Regions from separate parts of the Gossypium hirsutum genome. Here region 2 is linked to region 1. A link is a contact called in public Hi-C data. All regions are on one chromosome and are shown on one strand. Each heading gives the region's core, a stretch centred on a gene start, on an enhancer-like site or on the middle of the called end of the contact. The rest is flanking DNA. Distances are from core to core; before and after follow the strand shown. Region 1 overlaps LOC121222318 (a long non-coding RNA gene). Region 2 holds the start of LOC107913789 (katanin p60 ATPase-containing subunit A-like 2).

Region 1 (7,138 bases), core at 3,281-5,780:
AACTCTTGTATTGAATCAGGTAGGAGTATCAACTTTCCAAGTTGTCTACTTGATGTACTGCTGCTCTGGAACTGCATGTGAATTGTAACTCTTTTCTTGGTCGGTATTGTTACCTCTCTATAATTGCGCGAGTTGAAGAAATTTTGGGCCCCGCTTCTATGTTTGCTTTGATTATTCTTGGGGTCATCTGCTATTTCTGGCTCTATAATCTCTATCATATGTTCATCTTTCTTTCTTTTGTTTTCATAACTAAGTAAGAGCTCATATATGCTCTTGTTTCCCTGTTGCTCTGCCAACACTTTTGGTGTCCTTCCTCTTGCATCTAGCTTATTTACACTTGCTCCTCCTTCGAGCAAAATCTTAACCATTTCAATGTGCCCCTTGCGAACAGCATCATGGAGAGCTGTTTGGCCATCCTCAGCTGTTGGAATTCCATTATCTGTAATTCTACTTGTTTGACTCTTCTCTATAGCCTCTGATCCCAAGAAACCTATGTCTGTTGCTTCTTTCTTTGATGCATATCTCTGTGGTTGATCTTCAAATCCAGTTTCTGAACAACTTCCTCTCATTGTTCCTTCCTCGGGCTGGTCAAAGCTGCTGCTCTCTAGCCCATTCAATTTCTGCGAGAACAAACCATCACTTCATACTGTTTATAACAATAATAATGTTTCATTACTCTAGAAGTTACATAAGCAATATTTACCATGTAAAGATTATGCATAATAACACGTCCATCTTCCATATTTACTTGTATGCTGTTCATCAGTGAAGTTCCACTCAGTCGTAGTATTTGACAAAGCTCTTTGGTCCTAACTGTGTATGGCTGTGGCCTATAACATAGAACTCCAACCTCTCCAAACATATCCCCAGCTGCTACCTTTCCCATAACCTGTAAATCACATTTCGACATGTTAAATTTTTCGTAGTGTTTCTGATTTACCATAAAGAAAATACTATAGATTACAGATGTTAAAGTAATATCTTACCTGATCATGCCCATCAGCATGGGAGATCAAGTTCTGCAATCAGGAATCAATCAGTCATCAAATTAATGTGAGAAATTGACATTGTTTAGTTTCTATAGTCTGCATACATCAGAATAAGCTTACTTACTGCTGCTCCCGAGACAAGTATATAAAGATCTGTTGGGGCTTCATACTGCAGAATGACATCTTCTTTGGGTGGGAAATACTCAGCATCCATTTCTGAAACCTTTCACAGAGTAATAAATTGCATTAGCATCTTGTGAAAATGAATAAAAGTCAAAATGATGTATGTGTAGTGATCACTGCATCAAAATACTCCAGAACTTGTAGATCTTTCCATAGTTCTGGTCTTTCTAATTAAAATACTATTTTAGCCTAAAAAGATTATGGTATAGACAAATATAGTTAGCCTGAGAATTATTACCAACTGAAACAAGAAGTCATGAGAAACTCCTTGGAAGAGGTAGACTTTCTGCACAATGTGGAAGAAGAGATGCTGTGCAATGCTTGAGCGGATGGCTTTTGGCAAACTATTTAGGGTCTCTTGTTGTTTCAATCCTTCTGTTTTGAATCGCAAGCATATGTGTGACAACATTTGATCTTGTATGCGGGGGGTAACTGATTGCGTGTCGCAAATTCCGAAGCAGCTCTAATTGTATCCCTCTGTAACACCACAAATGGTAAATATTTCTTGCATAAGCACTTCCACGCTAGAGATTGCATCCTTCTCAAAAAGAAAACATGGTTGAACCTGAAGAAGGGACTCGAAGTTTGTAATGCTCTAATGAGCTAAAAAATACTAAGCATTCCTACTTGATTTTTTATGTCATAAAATATCAAGGACTCTTGGCATTACCTTTAACTGGGTTTTAAGCTTGAATTTTTTTCAATATAAAAATGCCTTACAAAAACTAACTTTTATCCAGTGCAGTTGTGCGTGTCCTGATTGTGACTGTAGAACTTATTTTATATGTTAAGTTCTCCCGGCAGGTTAATGATGAATTTGGAAGGTGTCAGGGAACTTACAAAATTACGGGTCCGGCTTGTCCAGTGAACTACGAGGTTTGTCATGTTCCCAATGAGGTAAGCTGTTAATCCCAAATTAAACAGCATGTAAAAGATATCAAATAGCATCTCTCTTGGATTCTCAGCATGCAAGTCCCCATAACCAGTTGTAGTAAGCGTTGTAATGGACCAGTAAATTGAAGTTATATATCTGTCCCAGAGACTCTGCTCTTTGAAATTCGGGTAGACAGCACCAATCCAGGTTTTCGAAGGATCAGGGTATCTTTCTGCAATCAAATAGTTAAAACATCCCGCACAATGTACTGTAAACAGGGTCACCTGAAATCAACCCAAGAGGAAAACAACCCATATTTCAGTTGACTGAGGCAATATTTCTGATAGTGGTTAGACAAAAACAAAAAGGAAGTTTCAGTGCCTTACAGAAATGAGCTTGGTGCACCGAGTCCAGAAGTAGTTGAAGCGTATGTCTTTCTCAAGTCTGAAGTAAAGCAAACCTGTAAGTAAATATTGTAGTTTTCCCATTGTAATAGTTTAAGAATTTTGAAAGGCATGGATAGAATCTGGTTATTACCTTGCAAAAAGGGAGCTGACTCGTCTCAGACGCCAGAGTCTGAGCATGTTGAGTAGCCTAAGCCAGAGCTCACTACCATGGTTGGTGAACAAGAGGCTGAGAGACTGAAATGGGGCAGTGGAACAGACATCGAAAGCAAACCAGGTAGATATGTACCTGGATGTTGGATGGATCATATAAACTCAGTTTTTGCTCGAATAGTCAACATGGTTTTCTTAGTTGAAAAGGGCTTTTTGAACAATGCTGCAAAATCTTATTTACCTGATTGCAATCTTCTTGGGATCATCAACAAGGAGGTAAGAGTGGCTATCGAGGTATGCAACAAAGAAGGTGAGAACGATGTCAACAGCAAAGAAGCCATTGACAATGTTGTCAAAAATGAAAAGTCCATCTTTCTCATAAGTCAGGAATGCGAACTCGAATGGACAGATCCAGGCAGAGTAAATGACTAGAACAACCAGCCACATCTCCCATGCCCTGAAATAATGAATAGGATGTAAGCAGCAGTTTTAATATATTGAAAGAATATATGAGTAAACCACGGCTACGGTCATCACCTGTAGTAAGGGTTGAAAGGAGAAATGATGTATCTACGTAGCTTCGTCGTTTGGTTAATTCTGGCCCCAAGTGAAGGAAGGAGATCACTTGAGAAGAAATTGCCATGAATATCACTTCCCATTTGAAATTCATCATTACAAAACCGCTGGAAGAAGTTTTTGGTACAGGAAAATGACATCGAGTTGTTTGAATACTCAAGGCTACACATACAATAGGATGCTATTAAACTTCTGGCGGGGTTAAGTCTCAAAGGAATGGTTTATAAATAGCAAACATGTGAAGAGGGACACGGGTTTAGTTTTCCTTTTTAAAACCTTTACCTCAATTGTTTTCTGAAATATTTAAAAAAGAACATTCAAGCTCAAGCAACTAAGAAAGGAACCGAAAGTTGGACAAGGCTGAGACAAATTTTCCATCTTGTTTGGACAAAAATGATAAACAAGGAACAAGAAAAACTTGACGAGTGGAAGGAGAAAGACCATGAAAATGGAAAGCACTGGAAGTGGCAGACATGGGTGTGCAGCAATGCAGTTGCCAGTTGCAGCAATGAAATCTCAGAGAGAAAAAAAAGGGATGGGAGAGAAAAAGAGGAAGGGGAGAGAGAAGGAGAAACAGAGAGAGGTTTCAATGGCAACAGTAATGGTGCTTGGGGTGGTGAAATGGTGTAGCTGGTGGATGTGAGAGTTCCAACATCAAAGCATGTGCAGGTATGTTTGATATATAGACAACCCTTGTTGCTAGGACGGGTTATAATGAAAACCATTGTATTGGTGTTTTCATTTCAGAATCCAGCGGTGGACCAGACAGCCGTGGTAGAATGGGGGAGTATGTTTTGATTTATGGTTGCCAGGTGGTCCAATCAAATTGTTGGTTACAGGTATATGACATCTTTCTTTTGCTAAAATTCGTTTTCAATACAATCCCCTTGCCCTCTTCTCCTTCCTAATAACAGCTGAAGTTGTTTATTTTAGCCACGCAATTAGGATCATACTTGTGACCATGCATTCCCGCAATACAATTCAATCCCCCTCCCCCACCACCACCACCACCACCTGCCACCTCCCATATGCTTTGACCCTTTTTTCTGCATGTTCAGCCGACGCGTTATCAATATTATTATTTCTTTGCCGACTTCTTTGCTCTGTTTCTGATGATTTGATGATAATTTCATCTTGCTTATTCCATCTGTATTCTGATATGGACAGTCCTTAATGATTGCGTTTAACGGCAGTTAGATAAAACTTAATTAGCTTTATAAAAAAGCAGAGCCGAAAAAGGGGAATGAAGGACTCGTAGAAGACAAATTCTTTAAGACTGTAACCGTATGCGATGCCGAAAAAGTAAAGTAAAATATTAGTCGAAAAGTCTGTAGTAGAGTAATGATTGTGTCAATTTTATGTTATAAAACTTGAGATGTTAAGGAAGTTTGGGACCCCCAAAGTGTATATCCCTTGAAGATTCTGTGTATGTTTGATGAGCTGTCAGGTCCAACCATCTATTTGCAAAGACCTTGATACCTTCCTCCTCTTTCGGTTTCCAAATATTAGTCCCGTTCTTAGGGTTTTACCTTCTTTTATAATTTATCAAAAAGCATTCTTGACATTTTTGCAATCTCTCTCTAATAGTGAATGTGATTATGCCATCTCATTCTCTTCTGGGTCTTGACCTCAACCTTACTCAGTTTTGGTAAGTCGGTCCCTCTTCTCTTACCATCACCTGCCTAAGTTTTTTCTTTTCTTTTCTTTTCTTCTTTTGAAAATTCCAATCTATTTGTAATCTCTCAAACAGCTAATTAATCATGTCCACTTAAAAAATGCATTACGTTTAATCCTAAAGTTACAATAATATCAATCCCACCCTAATATCAATGTCTATTTTAAACTGTCATTTTCAATAAATGTATGTTTGATTTTTTATTCACAGTGCATGGGAATTAATTCTTTTTAAAAAAAATAACATTTAATTTTTGAATTTGACGAATTTTTTTTATATTAATCTTTGAACTTGAATTTTATCAAAAGTTTAATTGTTTTTTAAATAAAGTTAAAATTTTATCATATCTCACTCTTAAAGTGTCACATCATTTGATTATTTTTAAATAATATAATATCTAAAAAAATTACTAAAAGTACACGTTTAGAATGAATTTAGATAATTGACTTTTAAGTTCTTTTGAATTTGGACATTCACTTGCCCAGCGGCAAAGTTAAAAAAAATTTTTGAGGGACCGGAATTAAATTGTATATTTTTATGAGTAGTTTATATATTTATATTTTTAAATGATTAAATCAAAATTTTATCATATTTGAAGAGGTCAAAATGTAATTTTAGCATTACTAATTTAAAATTTTATAAATCATCTAAATAAAAAAATTTATTTTAGGAGCAAGGCACCTGCCACTGCACTTAGGTTTATTCTAAATGTGGTTTTTAATCATTATTAACGGGATGAAGCTGGACATGCATTTGTCCAGGTATATTTGAAAAACACATTTGATGAAATCTAAATTAGAAATTAAAATGAGGAAATTTAGGGATTAAATAATGTTTGATTGTAGTTGAACTTGAGCAAAGGATGACACGTGGCAGATAAGGTTTATTTTAATCAACATTAAATAGTAATATTAAAAGCAAAGGGATAAAGGCGAATATAGATAAAGTAAAGTAGATTTCATTTTGGCACTGTGCACGTGAGTTTGAAGCAGTTGGGTGTTTAATTGATATTTGTTAGTTGCTCTTTTTTCTGTTTTGGAGCTCAGCCTTTGCTTTTGTTTCGGCTTATTTGCTACTCCAAATGAAATTTGGTAGGTTAACCTCACCATGACCCTCGTGACTAAATCCCACATTCTAGGAGACTTTGATGACGTGGATAATTTAGAAGCCACTTGGAAAAAGGGTTAGACTAACAACAATTTCTGGGTGTTCTCGAATAATCAAACTAAACTCTAAGCTTCTTTAATCTTCACCACCTTTCAACACTTATAAAGAGCTTTGAGGGGGAAAAAGGAACGGTGTAGCCAATTTCATATTATACCAATTTTCAAGAGAGTAAAAATAGCTCCGTCATTAAAACAAAAAATTGAAATTAGAATCTGTATGTTAGCCTAATAGTTAGAGTATTCACCGCCTTAAGTCTAGTTTGAATTCGAGTCACGCTAATTGTGTTGTTGTTAAAACTTTATCCTTCTTTTATAATTCACCAAAACATAGGATTTAACCGAGATTTGTGGTGGAGGTTAGGGCATGGATCAAAGAATTACATAATATCAATTCCTATACGTTTGTGCCTTTCCATTTGCAAATTAACCTTACTACCATTTCTTCCTGATTTAAGGCTGTCATTTATAGGTCCAATTTCTAAGGTATCTATCTTACCCTACAAAGAGTCACGGATATTCTATTTTTTCTATTATAAATTTTACTTTTTTATGAATAACATAGATAAATATATCATCATTTAGAGAAAAATGACTTGTATTTTTTTTTAAAATAACATGAATCAGTTGAATTAAATTGAATAAAAAAATAAAATAAAAAAGGCATTCAAACGAGAATAAGATGATAAATAGACGGTAGTGTTCTGTCCCTTTTTTCCTCTCTAAGGTGGTTTGGCAGTTATGGCAAATTAATTAATCAACTACCAAGTTAGTTATTTACTTATTTCTAGAAAATCTCTAAGTGGGAAAATCTTAATGGTTCATGACATGATAGTGTTGGGTATCAGTCTCACTATGTGGGAAACTCATATTTTCTGTCACAATGCTTTGCCTTCTTTTTTTATTTTGTCAAAAGCCAATTTTTTTGGCCTTTTAACGTGGGAGTGGGCAGCATTCTTAATTGAGAGCAAAATTCTCAATTACATCCAGAGAGAAACAGAGAGTGAGATTGAAGTAGAAAAATCAGTTTTTCAAGCTTGGTGCAGCAGTGATCAACTCTTCGATCGAAGGTCCATCCGTGGTTCGATTGAGCTGATTTTTGGACAGCAGCTAGGCGATAA
Region 2 (6,919 bases), core at 2,960-5,459, 92 kb before region 1:
TTCTCTATGTTTAACCAATGTTTCTCGGACATATTATTTGTGAATGAGTAATATTCTAATTTCCGTAGTCTAAACTCACTCCAAGTACTAAGTAGTAGGCATTGATAAGACTAGAAAATCTGAAAAATTAAGAAGTATCTTGGCGGTGGCAGCCATCATCCCAGTATTTGACTGCCATAGTCTGTATTGAACTTCTCGTAGCGATGAGCATGTAAATGAGCTGATGGTCTTGTGTTCTTCAAGGCAATTTCTATATCATCAGGTGTAATTGGCCCAACCTTAGGCAGCTCTGCAAACCAAAAACCAGCTTTTGAGTTGTTCAATTATTAACATTAAAAATTCGAGTGATTTTATCTTGTTTAATGAAATATTTTAGTTAAAATATAAGAAAGACGTACCATTGTCGGGCAATTGTTCCAGGCTACTTTCAAGGACTGACATTAAACGTCTCAAAGGTTGCATGGCTGCTTCTTTGCAGACTAATCGAATATCCGAACCCGAATAACCTTCTGACCTTTCCACTAATGTATCATAAGGAAGAGCTTTCTCACCATGCTGCTCGGGCAGAAGTTCTTCAAACATTGCTCTTCTTGCTTCTGGTTCTGGGAGTGGAACAAGGATCTGGTTTTTAATGTGGTTAAAGGCAACCGCTTTATCAATAGCATGGCTTGAACTTCAAAGAATGGAGGGTTAATCTTGTAGAAGATGCTGTAATGGTTTACACCACAATGTGATTATGTTGCCATAAAAGTTAGTGCTGCGATGGTTCTGTGAGTAAATTTCTTTATCCATTCAAAATTATGTATATATAGGACCCTTTAGGCTAATTATTAATATTTGCTTCCAAAATTTATGATAAATTTACGTGTCAAAGGATACCCGCTTCTCGAGACGACGGAGCATGGCTGCATCCAATTCCCAGGGGAGATTTGTTGCTGCCAAGACAAACACAAGCTCATCTGACCGCGTCAAACCATCCATCTGCAATTAAATACTACTGATCAGATTTTTGAGAGTACAGTTGGAATATAACAAGCTTATAGCTTAGTTTCTCCAGATGTTTGTCTCTTGATTCTGGAGTGCAAGATTTCAACTAAAATAACCAGTGATAGTGCTACAAGGTATCTAAATGATGTGCTTGAATTATCATTACTAATACGGCAATAGAAAAAATATTTATGCCTGTAAAAGTAAGAACACATCTTGAAAACAGACATCACCTGTATAAGTAGCTCTGTTTTCAAACGTCTACTTGCTTCATGCTCGCTGCGCCCTTCACCTCCACGCTGACTTATAATGGCATCAATTTCATCAAGAAATATGGTAGACGGTGCATGGTGCCTAGCTAGGTCAAAAAGTACTTTTATTAACTTCTCAGAATCACCTGAAATGTTATAAGCCCCACAGTTAGAGATAATTGACCAATTCTTCTGAGAATCACTTAAAGTTATTGGGTTGTGTTCAGACAGGTCCTTTGCTTCATATTGATATCATGATCTTCAATAGCTTATCAAAGAACTTAAACAATAGTATTTTTTTCCTCTGCTTCTAAGTAAGAAATCACAATGGAACAGAGTATAAAATGATATCTTGCCATTTCCATTTTGGAAACAATTCTATATAAATTTCATACCTAGGACCAAGTCCCTCTACAAATCAATTAAGATATTGGAAATCATGTGCTTAACATACCACGCCATTTGCTGACTACAGATGATGCTGAAATATTGAAAAATGTTGTCTTGCATTCAGTTGCAACAGCCTTTGCTAGCATTGTCTGCAACCACATCGGTGATTCAAATCGAAACTAACATCAAATATAAGCACTACTAAGATATAGCAAAATCTTCCCAGATGAATTTTTTTTCTTCCAACATTGAGGCGATTGCGACCTACTTTCAATTGTGATTATGGAAGATATGTTTCTTTCATATTAACCAAATATCTTGCATTTCTACCGTATTATGAAGATGGGTTGTATAAGACAAAATCAATTTATTGGAAACAATCGAAGAAATACAGACCTTTCCCGTCCCTGGGGGGCCAAAAAGGAGAATACCCTTCCATGGTGAAAGAAGACCTGTAAAGTACCTACAAGAGATCATTCCAATTGTGAAATGGAAGCTTCAAAGTCATTCGTAAAAGATTATTGAACGATTCATCAACATTTACTGAAACAAATACACAAGACAAAAGCCCCCATGGTGCTTTACAGAATATTTTCATTGATCTCAACTCTCAAGTATGTAAGAGGGAAGCAGCAAATGAACTAATATTATAAAGGTGAACATCTATACATTCTGAAAAGAAGTTTGAATCTCTTGGTAATACACTCCGTCCACTTTCAAGAGAACCAACTTAGGTAGGATTTAAGCCCTCAAAAGTCCCACATCTGCTTTTCTTTTCAATCAAGATAAAAAATTAAAAGAATTATTCCTTGTACTTTTGAGAGTACTAGCTTTGGAATCTTATCAACTTGATAACATTGTAATAGAATGGAAGCCGTAGCCCTTTGCAGTTCTATTAAGCTTTACGCTAAATGTAGGATTCTCGCACAGAGTGCCTTGAAAATTTTCATATGAAAAATTTCTACTCAATTGGGCAAACACGTTGCCCACTTTATTCACTTCATATGACAAAATGAAACTTAAATAATGGGAAAACTGCACAATGGTAGGTTTAAATACAACACAGATAACAAAAATTCACAAAATGACAGATTATTATAGACTCAGAAAAAATAATCAAGCAGTCGAGAAAAAACAGATGACTACCAGAGTTTTACACCCGTAATCCTTTTCTAAGAATAAAAACACTTACTTGGGATATTTTATTGGCATAACGACAGCTTCTTTAAGCAAACGTTTAGCGCTCTCTAATCCCTTTATGCTTTCCCACTTAACATCTGGATTTCCTCGAACAATGTCCCTGAAAGGGATGATGTAAGATGATATGAAGTAGACAAAATTTTCAATGTCAAAGAATAAACCACCAGAGCTAAAACTTCATTTCTACCACCAATGAAGTTCCTGGTTTTTATAATTACCTACTCAAACTCTCCCCTAAAGCACGCATTTCTGCAGTTTCAAAAGCAGGAAGAAGAGACCTTTGCCTTGACAAAAGAAACGGAAACATCAAAATCGTCATTTTCTTAAGAACTGGAGAATCATATCTTGATTCTCATTAACCATAAGAATGTTAATCGGAGTTATCAATGTTGAGAAATATTTATATTCTAAAGTGTAAATAAACAAATTTGTTAAGTTGCGAATCAGAGGAAGAAATGAACATACGGTCTAGAATCAAATCCATTAGACACCGCACCATTAGAGTGCACCCCGTTCGCGTCCTGAAGACAAAACAGAACAATAAAGAAGCAAATCAATTAAGAAATACACAAAAATGCTTCCTTTTTTTTTACATTTAAAAAGCTAAAAAAATATACCTGTTTTCGGTACTGCTCGTAAATAGCCATTTCAGACGTGTTCTTGACAGAATGGTTTCCATTAGAGGTCACGTTCAAATCAGTGCCATTGGAAACGAGCGCATCAGCAGCTTGATCATCTTGTGGCTCAGCTAATCTCTTTCTCCCAAACTTGGCATCGTAGAACATTTTAAAATCCAGTAAATAATCATATTATCACTTCAATAAAATGCTTTGAACTTTACTCTCTCTCTCTTTTTTCCCCTTATTCTTCTCCACATTGCTTCATACAGATAGATCACGGTTCAAAAATTCAAAGAGCATAAAGAAAAGAAAAGGAAACAACAACAACAAAAAAAAGTTTATAAAATCCAAAGCAATTTAAGCTAAAGAAATGAGTAAAATTTTATTAAAAGAGTAAAGTCAATCGAAGCAAGTCAAATAAACTTCATGCAGTTCAGTTCAGTGAGTTTTCATTTTCAAATTCGTTACTGCAAACAAACAGGAAAAATGAAAGAAAGAGATCGAGTACCAGAAAAGACCAGCGAGAGGGCAAAGGTTCATCGGTCATTGTTGAAGTAAAATTAAAATCTGAGCTTTGGATAATAGCAGAAGAAGAAGAAGAAGAAGAAGAAGCGAGTACCAGAAAAGGAGAGATTTACGAAAATTAAATTTTCACTAAGATCTCATATCTTTTGTTGATGTAAATTATAAACTTCCAAAAGACTGGAAGTAGGGTGCAGAAGAACAGTTTACTGAGCACATGCTTTAAAAACTCTGCTCATGAGACAAAATGGGAAAATAAATTAAATAAAATTGAGGGTAAACTACAACATTAGTCACTAAACTATGGGTATATTCTAGTTTTGGTCACTTAATTAAAACAAGTTACAATTTAATCATTAAACATTTCAAAATTGTTCTTCTCAGTCCGCTGTGGCAATTTTTTTAGTTGGTATAATAATATTTTTAGTCCTCAATTTTTATATTTTTTGTCAATTTTTGTCAAATTGTGGATTTAATCCCTGCATTTTTATTTAGTCATTTTTAGTCATTATACTTTCCAAACCAAACAGTAACTGTTAAATTCATTAAATAAAATTCTACTATTTCTAAAATATGATGTGCCAAACATATTATCATGTGTAATACCATGTCGGTTTATTATTTTCACATATCACTCACTAAAAATACAGTTAATGGACTAGCAACTATCATTTGCGTGAAGACTGAAATTTCAAAATTCGAAAAGTATCGGGACTTATAATGATCTAATTCGAGAAAATGGATTAAATCTATAACTATATGAATTAAATTTAACGAAACAGATTTAATTGCTATTGTTTGTGTCGAGACTAAATTTTCAAAAATTAAAAAGTATTGGGACTAAAAGTGACCGACTTGAAAAATACAAAGACTAAAAGTGATCAATTAAAAGTACAAGGACTAAATCTATAACTTTTACAAAGTACATGGACTAATAACAAAATTTAACCTATTTTATATTACATTTCTAACAAATGAATTCTTAAAAAATCACAATACGTTAAAACATAAATTTCCAAATAAAACTTATATTTCTACCCTCCAAGTTATTTTAAATCTAAAATCTTCTTCGTACATCATTTTTACATGTATTTTCATCCATTTAACAGTCCAAGCTACTGTTGATAACTTGAAAAATTAAGTAATTTAACTACTGAATTTAAATTATAAATATTTTTAATATATTACTTAAAATTAATTATGAAATATAATTAGATTGTTTGATAAATATAAATTACAAATTATAGAAATAAAATAAAATTCTGCATTTTATACTTAAATTTTAAACACTTCACTTTATTCTAAATAAAAATCAAAATTTAAATGTAAAGTCTTTATAAGATAATATAATATTAAAATAAATTTAATTAATTAATTAAAAATATTCTCCATTATTAATCATAAATCCAGTTGAAGTTTAAGGCGGTGTAGCTAAGTAATTGAAACATTGCCAAACCTCTTTTGTTTTTTTAGCTTTTAATTTTCTTAAAATAATTTTATCGTGATCATATTTGTTCTTTTTAACCTAGTGTCTAAAATCATTCATAACTCTTTTTCAACCTATAAATAAGAAGATAATACGCTTCAGCACACTCAAACTCACGTCCTCCTACATTGACAACAATACGCATATCGACTTTTTTAGTTGAATCATTTACAATCATCCAAACTTAACACTAAATTTTATATAAAAAGGAAGAAAAATATTGATGAACTAGATTCGAACAAAACTTTATTTGCTTCACTTTCAAATAGCCTCGAAATAAAATAATTAATTTAAGGTTGAATATAATGTCATCACTGAATTTTACCCGATTAGGGTTTTGAGCCGGGTTGATCTCGTATGGGCCCAATGATCGGGCCCATTAAGATTTAATTTTGGAATTGTTTTAGCCCATTTTAAATTTTTGTTTTAAATATTAATAAAATAGTCATAATGAAATTTTGAAAAAATACAAAAATATAAATTACATTTTGGCCCCTGAACTTTTCTAAATTACATCTCAACCCCTAAACTTTTCAAAATTACATTTCAACCCTTAAACTTTCTCAAAATTACATTTCTACTCCTAAACTTTTCTAAATTTCATTTGGGCCCCTAAACATTCTATAAATTACATATTAGCCCCATATTTCCTAAAATTATGTTTTTACCCCAAAAACTTTGCATACTCTACAATTCAGTTCTTCTGGGCATGACAAGACTGCCCCCAACCAGCATCCGGGCGTGCACCGCACCCTACGCCTGACACCGCCAATCATCCATGCTCCCCACCTCCATGCCACCTGAAAACAAGAAGGAAAACGACAAAATTGAAGGATTTAAAAGAAGAAGATGAGAGGAAGAGAGGGGGGGTTCGATTTTCGGCAGCCAAGGAAAGCAAAAAAAAAAACAACAAAATCAAGCAAAAAAACAGCAGCAAAAAGCCCCACGCCTCCGCGTCCACCGCCGTCCCTCACCACCGGCCGTCGTTCCCCATCCACCAAAGACAAAGAAAGCCAATAAATAAAAAAAAGCAAAGTCAAAGAAAAAAACAGCAAGCAAAAAGAAAAAAAAAACAAGCAAAGAAGAAAAAGAGAAGAGAAGAGGAGAGCTTCACCGTGCGCCACCGCTGACCGCCGCGCCAGGCTGGGGGGTGCACCGTCGGGGCTGAACGGAGAAGAAAGAAAGAAGAAACAGAGAAGAAAGAAGGAAAAAAAAGGGAAAGAAAAATAAAAAATATATATATCGGGTCGACCCGACCCGGATTCAACCCGCGACCCGACCCACGACCCGGTGAACCGACCCGACCCAGCAGCAGCAGTCCCAAGCCCAAAGCAGCCCAAAAAAAACAAAACAGAAAAATAACAGCAGAAAAAAAAAAAGAAAAGAAGCAGGCCACAGCAGGCCTGTTCAGCCCAATCCAGCAGCAGGCCCACGCTTCCAGCAGCCCAGAAGACCGGTGCCAG

Evidence for each region. Hi-C and Micro-C count contacts between places; a contact is called where the count stands out from the background.
Region 2: a contact with region 1 is called in a Hi-C map of fibers, with 2.3 times the contacts expected there. The contact joins the promoter of LOC107913789 here to the enhancer-like site in region 1. A contact is called at or near these places in 5 of 34 Hi-C or Micro-C datasets (callus, fibers and leaf).

What each region holds. Positions count from the first base shown.
Region 1 is chrD10:3,601,418-3,608,555 of Gossypium_hirsutum_v2.1, reverse strand. It overlaps LOC121222318 (a long non-coding RNA gene), which reads left to right. Exons shown (of 3, transcript XR_005919556.1): 3 at 1-88. It also overlaps the pseudogene LOC107913785. Among protein-coding and RNA genes, the nearest start is that of LOC121222318, 4.2 kb to the left of the region's middle. Within about 2 kb of position 4,530, at least 5 of the 9 cell types and tissues checked have an H3K27ac peak or open chromatin away from gene starts, as enhancers often do. A contact at or near this core is called in fibers, where this site is marked.
Region 2 is chrD10:3,692,845-3,699,763 of Gossypium_hirsutum_v2.1, reverse strand. LOC107913789 (katanin p60 ATPase-containing subunit A-like 2) reads right to left here and starts at 4,209. Exons shown (of 11, transcript XM_016842422.2): 1 at 3,957-4,209; 2 at 3,446-3,595; 3 at 3,294-3,349; 4 at 3,047-3,112; 5 at 2,821-2,928; 6 at 2,025-2,091; 7 at 1,693-1,777; 8 at 1,221-1,384; 9 at 880-981; 10 at 399-621; 11 at 1-289. The coding sequence starts at 3,995. The coding sequence ends at 156. It overlaps LOC107913788 (transcription factor MYB64), which reads left to right. Exons shown (of 4, transcript XM_016842421.2): 4 at 1-18. LOC121222320 (a long non-coding RNA gene) reads right to left here and starts at 6,656. Exons shown (of 2, transcript XR_005919564.1): 1 at 6,571-6,656; 2 at 5,924-6,256.